Regions from separate parts of the Zea mays genome. Here region 2 is linked to region 1. The links are chromatin contacts, called in public Hi-C maps. All regions are on one chromosome and are shown on one strand. Each heading gives the region's core, a stretch centred on a gene start, on an enhancer-like site or on the middle of the called end of the contact. The rest is flanking DNA. Distances are from core to core; before and after follow the strand shown. Region 1 has its middle 12 kb from the start of LOC109940905. Region 2 has its middle 12 kb from the start of LOC103632056.

Region 1 (5,946 bases), core at 2,496-4,995:
GAAGGCAAGAATTGCCTTCCAATTGGATCTCCAACGGCTCCTAGCTGCCTTGGGGCTATAAAAGGGACCCCTAGGCGCATGGAGCACTACACCAAGCATTCTCTGATTATTATAAGACGCCTAGACTCCACCGCTACGCATTTGGATCGTTGTGTTAGAGATTTGAGCACCATTTGAGTTGTGAACTCCCTGCGCCATGTTTTGTGCTCACATCTTGGCTTGTGTGCGTGTGTTTGCTGCGAATTGAGTCTTGCGTGTGTTGCTTTCCCTCCCTTACTCTTGTGCTTCTCTTGTGATCAAAGATTGTAAGGGCGAGAGGCTTCAATTTGTGGAGATTCCTCGCAAACGGGAAAAGACTGCAAAGGAAGAAAACAGTGGTACTCAAAGTTGATCGTTGGATCACTTGATAAGGATTGAGTGCAATCCTTGACCAAAGGAGGTCACCACAACGTGGAGTAGGCTTTAGCGGAACCACGGGATAAAAATCATTGTGTCTCGTGTCCCTACTCATTGTGATTGATTTTCTTCTAGAGTTCTCACTTTAGCAACTTGGTTTTAATTGCACTAACATCTTTAAATCAAGTTTGTGCTATTTAGTATTGAATTTTACAGGATCACCTATTCACCCTCCTCTAGGTGCTCTCAATTTGAGGTTAAGGGATTTGACAGGATATCCTTTTTTATCCAGTAACCAAACAACTTTATCTCTTGAATCATTAAGGTAAATGTCCTCATATGAGGATATCATATCCTTAAGATTATCAGCACCAGTTCCCACTAGCCTCCTTCTAAAGGTTAATGAATCAAAGTTCTTATTCAGCACCTTATCTACACTTATGTCTTTGTTAAGAGATAATCATGAAGTCTTTTAAATCTTACCGAGAGAGGTATGTTCCCACACCAACAATCATCCCAAAAACTAGTGGATTTACCATTCCAATGACTCTTTTGCAGTTTCTATAAAACATATATTTTACTTCCAAGATGCTCTTCCAGAAATGAGAGTCCCCTTGTCTCTTTTCCATCAAACTCAAAGGTCTTCCTTTGATATATTTAAACCTTACTATTTTTTGCCATAGACCCTCCATATTCTCCAATCTCCACCAACATTTAGCAAGTAGACAAAGGTTCATACATCTAAGGTCTAAAATTCCCAAATCTCCTTGATCCTTAGGCCCACAAACAATATCCCAATTCACCAGATGGGCCTTTTTGTTCTCCCCCCGCCGTAACATCCTCTTTCTATACATGCCCAATTTTTTAAGCACACTGGCAGGAGCCCAAAAAAGGGAAAGCATGTATAAGGGGATGCTAGATAAACTACTATTAATCAGCACCAGCCTCCCCCAAGGCTAAGATACCTTCCTTGCGAGACCCCCAGTTTTTTTTTCATATTTTCTTCCATTCTAGCCCAATGGGAGATTCTAAGAGTCTTGTCATCCATAGGAATGCCCAAGTAGTTCATGGGCAATTTTTTAATAGGGCAAGTGAAGCTTTCAGCGTATAAGTTCTTCCTCTCTTCAGCTTTGCCAAAACACAGGATCTCACTTTGGTGAAAGTTAATTTTGAGGCCTGACATCTGCTAAAAAAGGACCAAAACAAATTTCAGATTCCTTGCCTAAATCGGGTTGTCCTAAAGAAGGAAGACAGTTTCATCCACATATTGTAAATAGGCACAACCATTTTTAATGATGTGAGAAACAAGGACTACCAAAAGACCAATTAACAATAGCTAAAGGTAAGTGGGCAATGATGAAAGCAAATTCAGAACAACTATTTAGTCCTAGTATTCAACTATATTAAGTGTACTCGAACTGTTAGATAGTCATAGCTGGTGATGGGTTAGAGCTGTGGGAGTGGAACATAGGCCCCCAGGTCCCTCCCGGGCGACACGGGTGGCGAAACCCTAGCCGCTGTCTCCTACTCTCCCTCTCGTCCCTGTCACGACGGCCACCGAGACATTACACCCTCTTTGTCTCGCCACCGCCAGAGCTAGCCGCCGAGGAACTCTATAAACCCTAAAAATGAGTTAGGAGTTCATGTATTCCTTCTATGTCTTTTATAAGAAATAATACTAAGAAATTGGGTAAACATAAGATAAAATAGAAATACCTTCAATCTAGTAAGATAAGTTATTCTTCTCATGAAATTTAAGGAATGCTCTTAAATAAAAATATATTCAAGATTAAGTGACTCTCGGTAAAAGAGAATACATTATTTTCCCCTAAGTAAGTAAGGTAATGGATATTAATTTTAGTTAACTTGAAGTTTGATTACATACTCAAAAGTAATATTTTTCCTAAAATGAAATAAGTGTGTGCATGTCATATTTTGAGCTTTTGCCTAAACAAAGGAATAAAATAATCAAAGATATATATATATATATATATATATATATATATATATATATATATATATATATATATATATATATATATATATATATATATATATATATAGACACACTTAGCATTTATACCGATATTTTGGATGGTTGCATTTGAACATAAATTTGGAGTTTGGATTTTGAGTGTGCTTTTTGATTAATTTGAAGTTTAAATTTGAACCTAGAATAAAAATTTGAATTTGGAAAGGTTCAAAATAAATAGAAATGGAAATAAAATAGAAAATATAAAAAAATAAAAGAGTAACCTGCACCTGGGCCATCTCCTTCTCCCGGCCCAGTGACTCTGCTTCTCCCTTGCAGTTGTGCGACCTGATTACATGTTGGCCCAAACAAACCGCGCGGCCCATGGGGGAGGGAAAACATCAGCGCCGACTGGTGGGCCCAGTACTCCAAACACCACTGTGCGACCCAGTTTTCCCACCTGGCGGCCCACGCGCGCGCTCGGTACTCACCGTCAAGCGGGGCCCATCCCCAAGCCGATTCCACACGCACGCGTCGCTGGCACTGACATATAGGGCCCGTGTGGCAGACTCTCCGCTGGAGTGTTCGGGGTTTCGCGGGCACTGTCAGGTGGGGCTACCTCGTCAGATCGCTCATCCAGGCATCCAGCTTGGTTCGTTGCAAACCTCACGAGATTTCCGCCGCGATCTTCATCACTAACAAAACTCTTCGCGGACTCCCCGGCCTTCGGCCTATAAGTGCCCGGTCATCGCCCACCTCTCATCCACAACTGGCTAGCTTCGATGATGCGAGCCATGGGGGCATGGGCGCTATTCGCACCGCCATGCTCGACGAGCGGGGGGAGGGTGATTGGGTCCGCCATGGTTGACTCATGAATTGGGTGGAGCTCCAACCTTGGCGGTTGGCCTGGGGAATCACAGTAGCGCCCTGATGATGCCCGTGGTCTTCCCACCCCGGGAATTGGACCGTGAGCCGCTCAATTTCTCACCGGGGCAATGGCGACCGCCGTGGCACCACATCACATTGTGGTCGTGACCCTTGATGCATAATCACCGGTGAGTCCTCCCACGCAGGATTCAATGGGTTCTACTAATCGTTTATCCTATATCCGTTTCGGGTTTGGAACTTGGAATCGCCGATGGGGCTTACACCAGTGGGGCTCCGCCGTGGCCCTAGGCCTACGCCGCCACCCAGTGCCGACCGGGGGTAGGAGATGAAGATCTAGACGTTTGTGTGACTAGGATTGATCACCACTTACCCCTTCGTGCTAGGAAATTGTGACCATCGGATCCAATGGGAGCGGTGTAGATTAGTCAATCGCTGGGACAAACCTCGACCGTGGGTCTGAAATCCAATGGTTGTGAGCCTGTATCGGTTCACTTAAGGGACGATGTAATCTGGGCGGTCGGTTTTTGATCTAACGACCAGATCTGGCCGATACCTCTTCGGTGTGGACAATTTGCTAAAGAAACCCCACATTTTTCTCAAAACAGCCCCCCGTCCAAGACTATGTTAAGAATATTGCGGTTGGGTCCCGGAATTTATAGATTTGACCCTGATCTTTCGTAGAATAGTGCCCCTATTCCGGAGTCTTTAATTAAATATGAGAAAATGAATTTTTGGCATATAAACAATTCTAGAAAAATATTTATAAATCCATAACTCCTTTGTTTTAACTCTGAATTGATCTGTTCAAGTTGCATTAGCTTCGTATAAATATTTACTACGCAGTAACAATATTAGTTATATCATATTTCATACTTTTATAGTTAGATATTTATTTAAACTATGTTTACTAAAGTGACTCTTCTACTAAAAGCTAACCTGCCTATATTTGCAATCTAATTAAAATAAGATTAAAGTCCGAATTGATCGCTAGTCAAGTTATAAGCAAGATTAAAGTTGAATTAGTTATTTCTTTGGATTATCTTTATGGAATCAACACAAAACCTAGTGTTAAATACTTAATCACGTAGGTCTTCCAAAAATCACAACTTTATAACCGTAACTCCGAATGTAGTGGATCTCGAACCCACGATCTCGTAGCGACGCAGAAATTATTATTATGCATCTTGTGCTTATATTTGGTGTGATGTTAATTTTGCCTATACTATGTTTGTTTGTATTACTACATTTAGTAGTGAGGTCATGAGTCACCTGAAGATCACCCTAGTACCTGGAATCTCAAGTCCCAGGCAAGTTGTGCCCTTGATCACTTTTATTTACCCAATAATGTTCTCTATAATCATCTTGGCATGCATAGGCTTAATTTTGATGGGACCTGATAGGTCACCCTAGTTTGGTTATCTTTACACCTTGCTTACCCCTAAACTTTTGGGTAGTCTTTGCTATTGCGCTATATATGGTTTTGGGTGGTTAGATAACTATTACACATCGTCATTCTTTATTATTATTGTTCTATTTCTGTTCATGATAAGACCATTATGTTAATTGGAACATCAAGCTTAACTTGGGAAACACGTGCCGCCACAAGGGTGGAATGGGACACCCTTGGTTGACTAATTAGGATAGCTAGTGGAAGACTACCTTACCCGAAAGGGCAAGGGTAGTAGGGGAGTAGGCGTGTATCAAGGTTCTCGGGTTGATTTTGTTGCGATGGTGGTCAGACGAGGGATTCCTGCATTGCTCTTCCTAAAAACTGTAGCGGGTTTTCGGAAGCTAGTGGAACTTTGTAAATGCCTCGTAGTGTTACCCTGCCTCGCTTCCTTGGTAGAGTTGTATGGGGCCCGTACAACCCCATGGCAGATGGGTAACATGACTTGTGGGTAAAGGGTACCACCTCTGCAGAGTGTAAAACTGGTATACTAGCCGTGCTCGCGGTCATGAGCAGCTCAAGACTCTTGCATGATTAATTTATAGAATTAAATTCAATTTGTCATTTGCATTGCATTGTGGATTATTATGAATTTTGATATATTATTACTTTGGTTTGGAATCTACTTATACTTAGTAACTGTTAATAAAATTTTGACCAACTTTAAAAGCGATGCTCAACTTTAACCATCCTCTTTGGTAAGCCTTACACTTCACCTGGGCTGCCACCTTTGTCGAGTTCATGCACATTATTCCCCACAACTTGTTGAGCGATGAACGCATGAGCTCACCCTTGCTGTCTCACCCCCCACAGGTCAAGAACAGGTATTGCAGGATGAGGCGCATGGAGGATGCTGTGATGATTCGTGAGAGGTCTAGGCCGTCGTCTCCCAGTCAACTTTGGGTTGGTGGATCTTTGTCTTCGTATGATGTAATTATTTAATTATTTTGTATAGAACTCCTATTATATAGTAAAGATGTGACATTCGTTTCTGTACCATGAGTCATCATATATGTAAGACTTGGTCCTAGCACACTTGGTGATTATGTCCATGCCCGGGCTTTAGATCCGGGTGTGACAAACTCGCGCGACTCACGGTGATGGTGGTGGCGAGGTTTTTTGGCTGGCCCCTGTGTCTCTTTCTCCTTCCGTGCCGGCGAGGTGAGGGCCTGACGACGGCACCTCCTGCGCGCCCACGTGGCTGCCCTGCGGCGATGGCGGCGCCTGCTCGCCCGGGACGGCT
Region 2 (5,946 bases), core at 2,506-5,005, 720 kb after region 1:
TGACCTCACTTCTAGAGAAGGGAAAAGAGTTTAAGTGGGACGAGAAGTGCCAAGATAGCTTTGATCAATTAAAGAAGAGATTGATGTCGCCCCCAGTGTTGGTTATGCCAGATCTACAGAAGGGATTTGACATTTATTGTGATGCATGTGGCCAAGGCTTGGGATGTGTGCTTATGCAAGAAGGACACGTGATTGCCTACGCGTCTCGTCAGTTGCGAAAACATGAGTTGAACTATCCCACTCATGACTTAGAACTGGCAGCCATAGTGCATGCACTTAAGATTTGGAGACATTATATCATGGGAACCAAGTGCCAAGTGTACACGGATCATAAGAGCTTGAAGTACATATTCACTCAGAAGGATCTCAACCTTAGGCAACGCCGTTGGTTGGAGCTTATTAAGGATTATGATTTGGAGATTCACTATCACCCGGGTAAGGAGAATCTAGTTGCAGATGCCTTGAGACGGAAGGAACACGTCCATGCAGCTATTGTTGCCCAGATACCCAATGAGATTATTGAGGATTTTAGGAGACTTAACCTAGGACTAGTTGCACATACGGAAGGAGTCACTATTGATGTGTAATCTACCTTGGAACAAGAAATTCGTAAAGGTCAGATTGGTGATGCCAAAATTCAAGAGATCAAGGATCTGATTACGGAATGTAGAGGTCCAGAGTTCACAGAGTATGAGCAAGGCACAATATGGTTCAAGAACCGGATATGTGTTCCTGAGATTGATAGCCTTCGTGAGACTATATTGAAGGAAGCCCATGACTCTGATTATTCTATTCATCCTGACAGCACTAAGATGTATCACGATTTGAAGCAGAAGTTTTGGTGGTATGGACTGAAGAGTGATGTAGCTGCACATGTGGCTATGTGTGATGTGTGTCAAAGAGTCAAGGCCGAACACCAAAGACCAGCTGGACTATTGCACCCATTAAAGATACCTAAATGGAAGTGGGAAAAAATTGGTATGGATTTCATTGTTGGACTACCAACGCACTCATGCAGGGTATGACTCTATTTGGGTGATTGTGGATAGACTGACGAAGGAGGCTCACTTCATACCAGTGAGAACTAACTACACGGGAGCCAAGGTAGCATACTTGTATATGACTCGGATAGTTTGTCTACATAGGGTGCCTAAGAAGATCATATCAGATCGAGGATCACAATTCACTTCTCGGTTTTGGAAGAAGCTGCACGAGTGCTTGGACACACAGTTGAATTTCAGTTCAGCTTACCATCCCCAAACTGATGGGCAAACCAAGAGAACCAACCAGGTGCTGCAGGATATGTTGAGAGCTTATGCCCTTAAACATGGTGGTAGTTGGGATAAGAGCTTAACATATGCGGAGTCCTCTTACAATAATACCTACCAGGCCAGTTTGAAGATGTCACCGTTTGAGGTAGCACTGGGCATAAAACCTGAGCCCGAAGCCTTGTACCCGAAATACCCAAACCCGTACCCGTATAGCCCAATACTCGTTACCCAAATAGCTCTAGCGGGTAACAGAACTAAATACCCAAATTAAGTACGGGCCTAATCGGGTATTAAACGACGGTACCTGATCTACCCATACTACCCAAAGCACTGTAGCTGCGCGGCCCAGGTGCTCAGTGCTCTGCTCACGGGCACAGCCCAGTCTCCCAGCGGAGCACACGGCCCAGACGCCCAGTCTCCCAGAGGCCAGAGCACGAGCCTACGACCGCACGACGGCACGAGAGACGAGACCACGAGTGCACAACCACAAACCAACAAACCCTAGCTATCAGCCTCTCCTGGAGGTGGTGGCTCGACACTTCGGCAACTAGGCAAGCTGGCAAGGCAAGGCACGCACGCAGCGACGCAGCGCTAGAGGAGCTAGAGCCCTCGGCGGCGGCGGCTCGGCCAGGCGGCCAGCGCGGCTGTGCGGCAGCGCCCTCGGCCAGGCGGCCAGCGTGGCAGCGCCCTGCGCCAGCGCGCCAGTGCTTACTGCAGTTGTGCCTGATGCCGTTGTTGAGTTAACCATGTGAGTTGTCTGTTGTGCGGTTGAAGAATTAACCATGTGAGTTATCTGTTGTGCGGTGCCAATTTGCTCACCATTCTGAATGCCTGACGCCGTTGTGGTCGAGTGCTGCCGTGCTGGAGTCTAGAGAAGTGGAGAGGAGAGCGGATAATGTGTACTATGTTCTCTAATTCTCTTGCTCTCTATTATGTGTGATAGAGAGAGTAATACTATTAGTGAATCTGTGACTGGAATATTGTTTCACTGTTTTAATTTTTAAATAATGTGTACTGTGTGCTCTATATGCTCTCTATTATTGTTTCACTGGAATATTGACTATGGGTATTTTGTTATTACCCGAACCCGTACCCGAAAGTACGGGTACCCGACATTACGGGTACGAGTTTGGGTTTAGATGTTTAAAACCCGAAATATAAAAAACCCGAAAAACCCGACCCGAAATACCGGGTAAACCCGAACGCCCAGCTCTAGTTTGAGGCTCTATATGGCCGAAAATGCAGGACTCCACTGTATTGGGATCGAACTGGTGAAAGGCAGTTCTTTGGGCCTGAAATTATACGAGAGGCAAAAGAACAAGTGCGAATGATAAGGGAGAATTTGAGAACTACGCAGTCAAGGCAGAAAAGCTATGCGGATACCCGGAGGAGACTGCTAGAGTTTAAGGAGGGTGATCACGTGTATTTGAAGGTGTCACCGATCCAAGGTATGAGGAGATTTAAAGTCAAAGGGAAGTTGTCCCCTCGCTTTATTAGACCTTTCTTGATCTTAAAGCAAGTGGGAGAGGTTGCCTACCAACTGGAACTACCCGATCATCTCGTGGATGTACATGATGTCTTCCATGTATCTCAGCTGAAGAAATGTCTCAGGGTACCTGAAGAGCAGCTACCATTGGAGGATCTTAGTGTTCAAGATGATCTGACTTATGCTGAGTATCCTATCAAGATTCTTGACACACTGACTCATGTCACAATGAGCAAAGTGATTAAAATGTGCAAAGTACAATGGAGTCACCATGGAGAAGATGAAGCTACTTGGGAGAGAGAAGAAGAGCTTCACATAGATTTTCCCCATCTTTTCCCTAGTCCTTCCTAAATCTCGAGGACGAGATTCTTGTTAAGGGGGTAGGATTTGTAATACCCAATTTGTAAGAGATTACTAAAGGAGAAACTATCCCTTTATGCATGTGCACTCTCTATTTATTATCACAAGTGAACACCTCATTTAAAAACAAAGGATTAATAAAAGTCATGCCATTAAATTGTGCATCATGCTGAGGTTTTATTTGGTGTGCATTTTGTGACAACATAAAATGACAAGAAATATATTAAAGCCCAAAGTGGAATTTAAATTCTAAAAGAAATTCTAGAATTTTGAAAAGAGAAGAAAACAAATATTATGTGGAAAAAAATAAGTAAATAAAAATATATTATTCCTACACTAGGATTTGAAGTTGAATATTTAGCTCAAATATGAGACTCATGACAAAATTCAAATTTAAGTTTGAAATCAAGAAAGTAAAAAGGTAAACCAACCAGAAATTGAGAAAGAAAAGGAAAGGGGATGAGACTCGCATGGGCCCAAATCATTCACTCGACCCATTAACCTTCCCCGCACGCCCCTCTCCGCTTCACCTTACCCAAGTGCCGACTACTGGGCCCCACGCGTCAGCTACCCACTCGCCCCACGCTCGCGTTATTGCCGCGGTCACTGACCTACTAGGCCCACATGTCCGTGACTCTCTTTCCCCCACACGCGCTGCTCGCGCTGGCCGTTGGGACCCATGTGTCAGCTGTGTTATCCTCGCCACTGTAGATCTTCCACGCCGAACGTCGCGGCGTAGGCCGTTGAGCCGCCCAGTTTCCTCGCGGCACGACTCCATCCCACGGTGGCTACAAAGGCAGACCGACTCCACCCCATAGCCCCGTAGCCATTGCCTCGTTGACTTCTTCACGCCATAACCCTAAATCCAAGCCTCCATCGCCAACCTGAGAGGAAGGGAGAGCCGCATCCGAGGAGACCGCTCCTCCGTCACCGTTGGGCCTCGGAGCGCGGACTCGGGGGCGTGGCGCCGTGCTCGGGACATGCTCAGCCGCGCGATTTCGTCCGTGGGCAGCTGGTGGTGCGTGGATTCATCATCGGAGTTACCTCCTCCGCCACGGCCGCTAATGCCGAGGATTCCCGCTCTAGCCGCGCCTATTCTGGGTGAGTAGCTACCCATATAGTTCACGATGTCATTCCCTTTGTGTAGCGCTACTCGGGGTAGGGAATGGGTCGCCGTAACACCGTATGGCTCAACTCCGGTGGTCTCGCCGCTGTTAGAACGGGCGCCGTCGCCCAAGTACGGTGGTCGCGGGAGCGGATAACGGCGGGGTCACGGGTGTCTTGGTTTCGTCAGTGAACGACTAAGATTAGATGATCGCATACCCGTTCGCGGCTTTCGGTCTAGTCCGTTGATCTGGATCGGACGGATAGAAACAAATCTAAAATAATAAAATCATCCCGTCGTATTTGCATCCAACGGTTCTCGTCGTGTACCGTTTTGTGACCGCGCCAATCTAATCTAGACCCTAGATCTGAGAACGGACGGCCAATACCCCGCGATACCCCTTCGCAAGCACGATTTTACTTAAGAGTACCTAGTTAACCTAGTATTCAACCCGCCGTCCGACTTGAGTATTTCTGAGTCTATGTAAACCTTACGTCGAAACCCCTACCTTCTCTGGTATTTGATGCCCTGTCCAGAGAAATAGAAAACCTAAGAAAAATCAATTAGAAAATGGTTTTAGTATTAAATTATTTGCAGAAACTTGTTTAAACCCTAGAAAATTCATATGAACTCCAAATTGATCCATTCAAGTTTCTAAAATTTTGTAATATTATTGTTTATCACCTAGAGTCTCTGTTTTGACATGGAAACAATAGTAAAATTAATTTCTCACTTAATCATAGATCAAAAACATAAAACCTTTAGAAATTCATAATTTAAAATCCATAACTTCAAAATTAATGATTCATGTTCCTAGGATCATATTTTAATGTGTAGATTATTATTATGTATTTTGTTTACATGTTTGGTGTGATGTTAATTTTTATATATACTGTGCTTGTTTGTATTGTGGCGAGTAGAAGAGCCTGTGACTGAGGATCCTGGTGCCCAGCAGATAGAAGATGCTGAGCAGGAGCTCACTGAAGGCAAGTTGTGCCCTTGACCACTTTTATACCCAATAATATTCTTTAATGTCATTTATTCATGCATAGGTTTAATTTTGATGGGACCCAATAGGTCACCCTAGTCTGTTTATCCTTTTTACATTGTTTACCCCTGAATCACTTGGGTAGTTTTGCTATTGCTTTATTGTAACACCCCGGGATCCAAAAACACCCCAGAATGCTACTAAACTACACATCTAACATTCATATATAAAATTTCGATAGCATCTCCTTTGAAAATTGCATAAGGGCTTGTTCGGTTATTTTCAATCCATATGGATTGAAGGGGATTGATACAGATTGGAAGGGATTTTGACTTATTAGAGATTGAAACCCCCTCAATCCCCCTCAATCCATATGGATTGGGGTAGAAACGAACAAGCCCTAAACGGGGAAGCAACAAAGCATAAATAGATATCATGATAAGAAAACATAATAGACATTAACAATCTGCTAGCAATGGGAAGACAACCATAACGTCATGAACTAAATTAACCAGTGCGCACAACTATTTAAAAACAAACATCCTTTGACAAGAAGCTTCTAATTAAATCATGACTACGCCTAGGCAGCGTGAGAGTGAAGGTGAATGTGCTGCTACTTCCCACTCCCCTTGATGAGTAACAAGCACTTGCATTGAGTAATGCAAGAGTGAGATGAAACATCTCAGCAAGCAAATTGTTTTGACGAGATATTTAAACCACAAAATGAATTAATCAA

What was found. A called contact is a pair of places that touch in the nucleus more often than the background predicts.
Region 2: a Hi-C map of bundle sheath shows a contact between it and region 1, with 2.6 times the contacts expected there. The contact joins two enhancer-like sites. A contact is called at or near these places in 2 of 25 Hi-C or Micro-C datasets (bundle sheath and endosperm).

The regions. Positions count from the first base shown.
Region 1 is chr7:12,657,871-12,663,816 of Zm-B73-REFERENCE-NAM-5.0, forward strand. No RefSeq gene overlaps it. Among protein-coding and RNA genes, the nearest start is that of LOC109940905, 12 kb to the right of the region's middle. Within about 2 kb of position 3,746, at least 19 of the 20 cell types and tissues checked have an H3K27ac peak or open chromatin away from gene starts, as enhancers often do. A contact at or near this core is called in bundle sheath, where this site is marked.
Region 2 is chr7:13,377,651-13,383,596 of Zm-B73-REFERENCE-NAM-5.0, forward strand. No RefSeq gene overlaps it. Among protein-coding and RNA genes, the nearest start is that of LOC103632056, 12 kb to the right of the region's middle. Within about 2 kb of position 3,756, at least 16 of the 20 cell types and tissues checked have an H3K27ac peak or open chromatin away from gene starts, as enhancers often do. A contact at or near this core is called in bundle sheath, where this site is marked.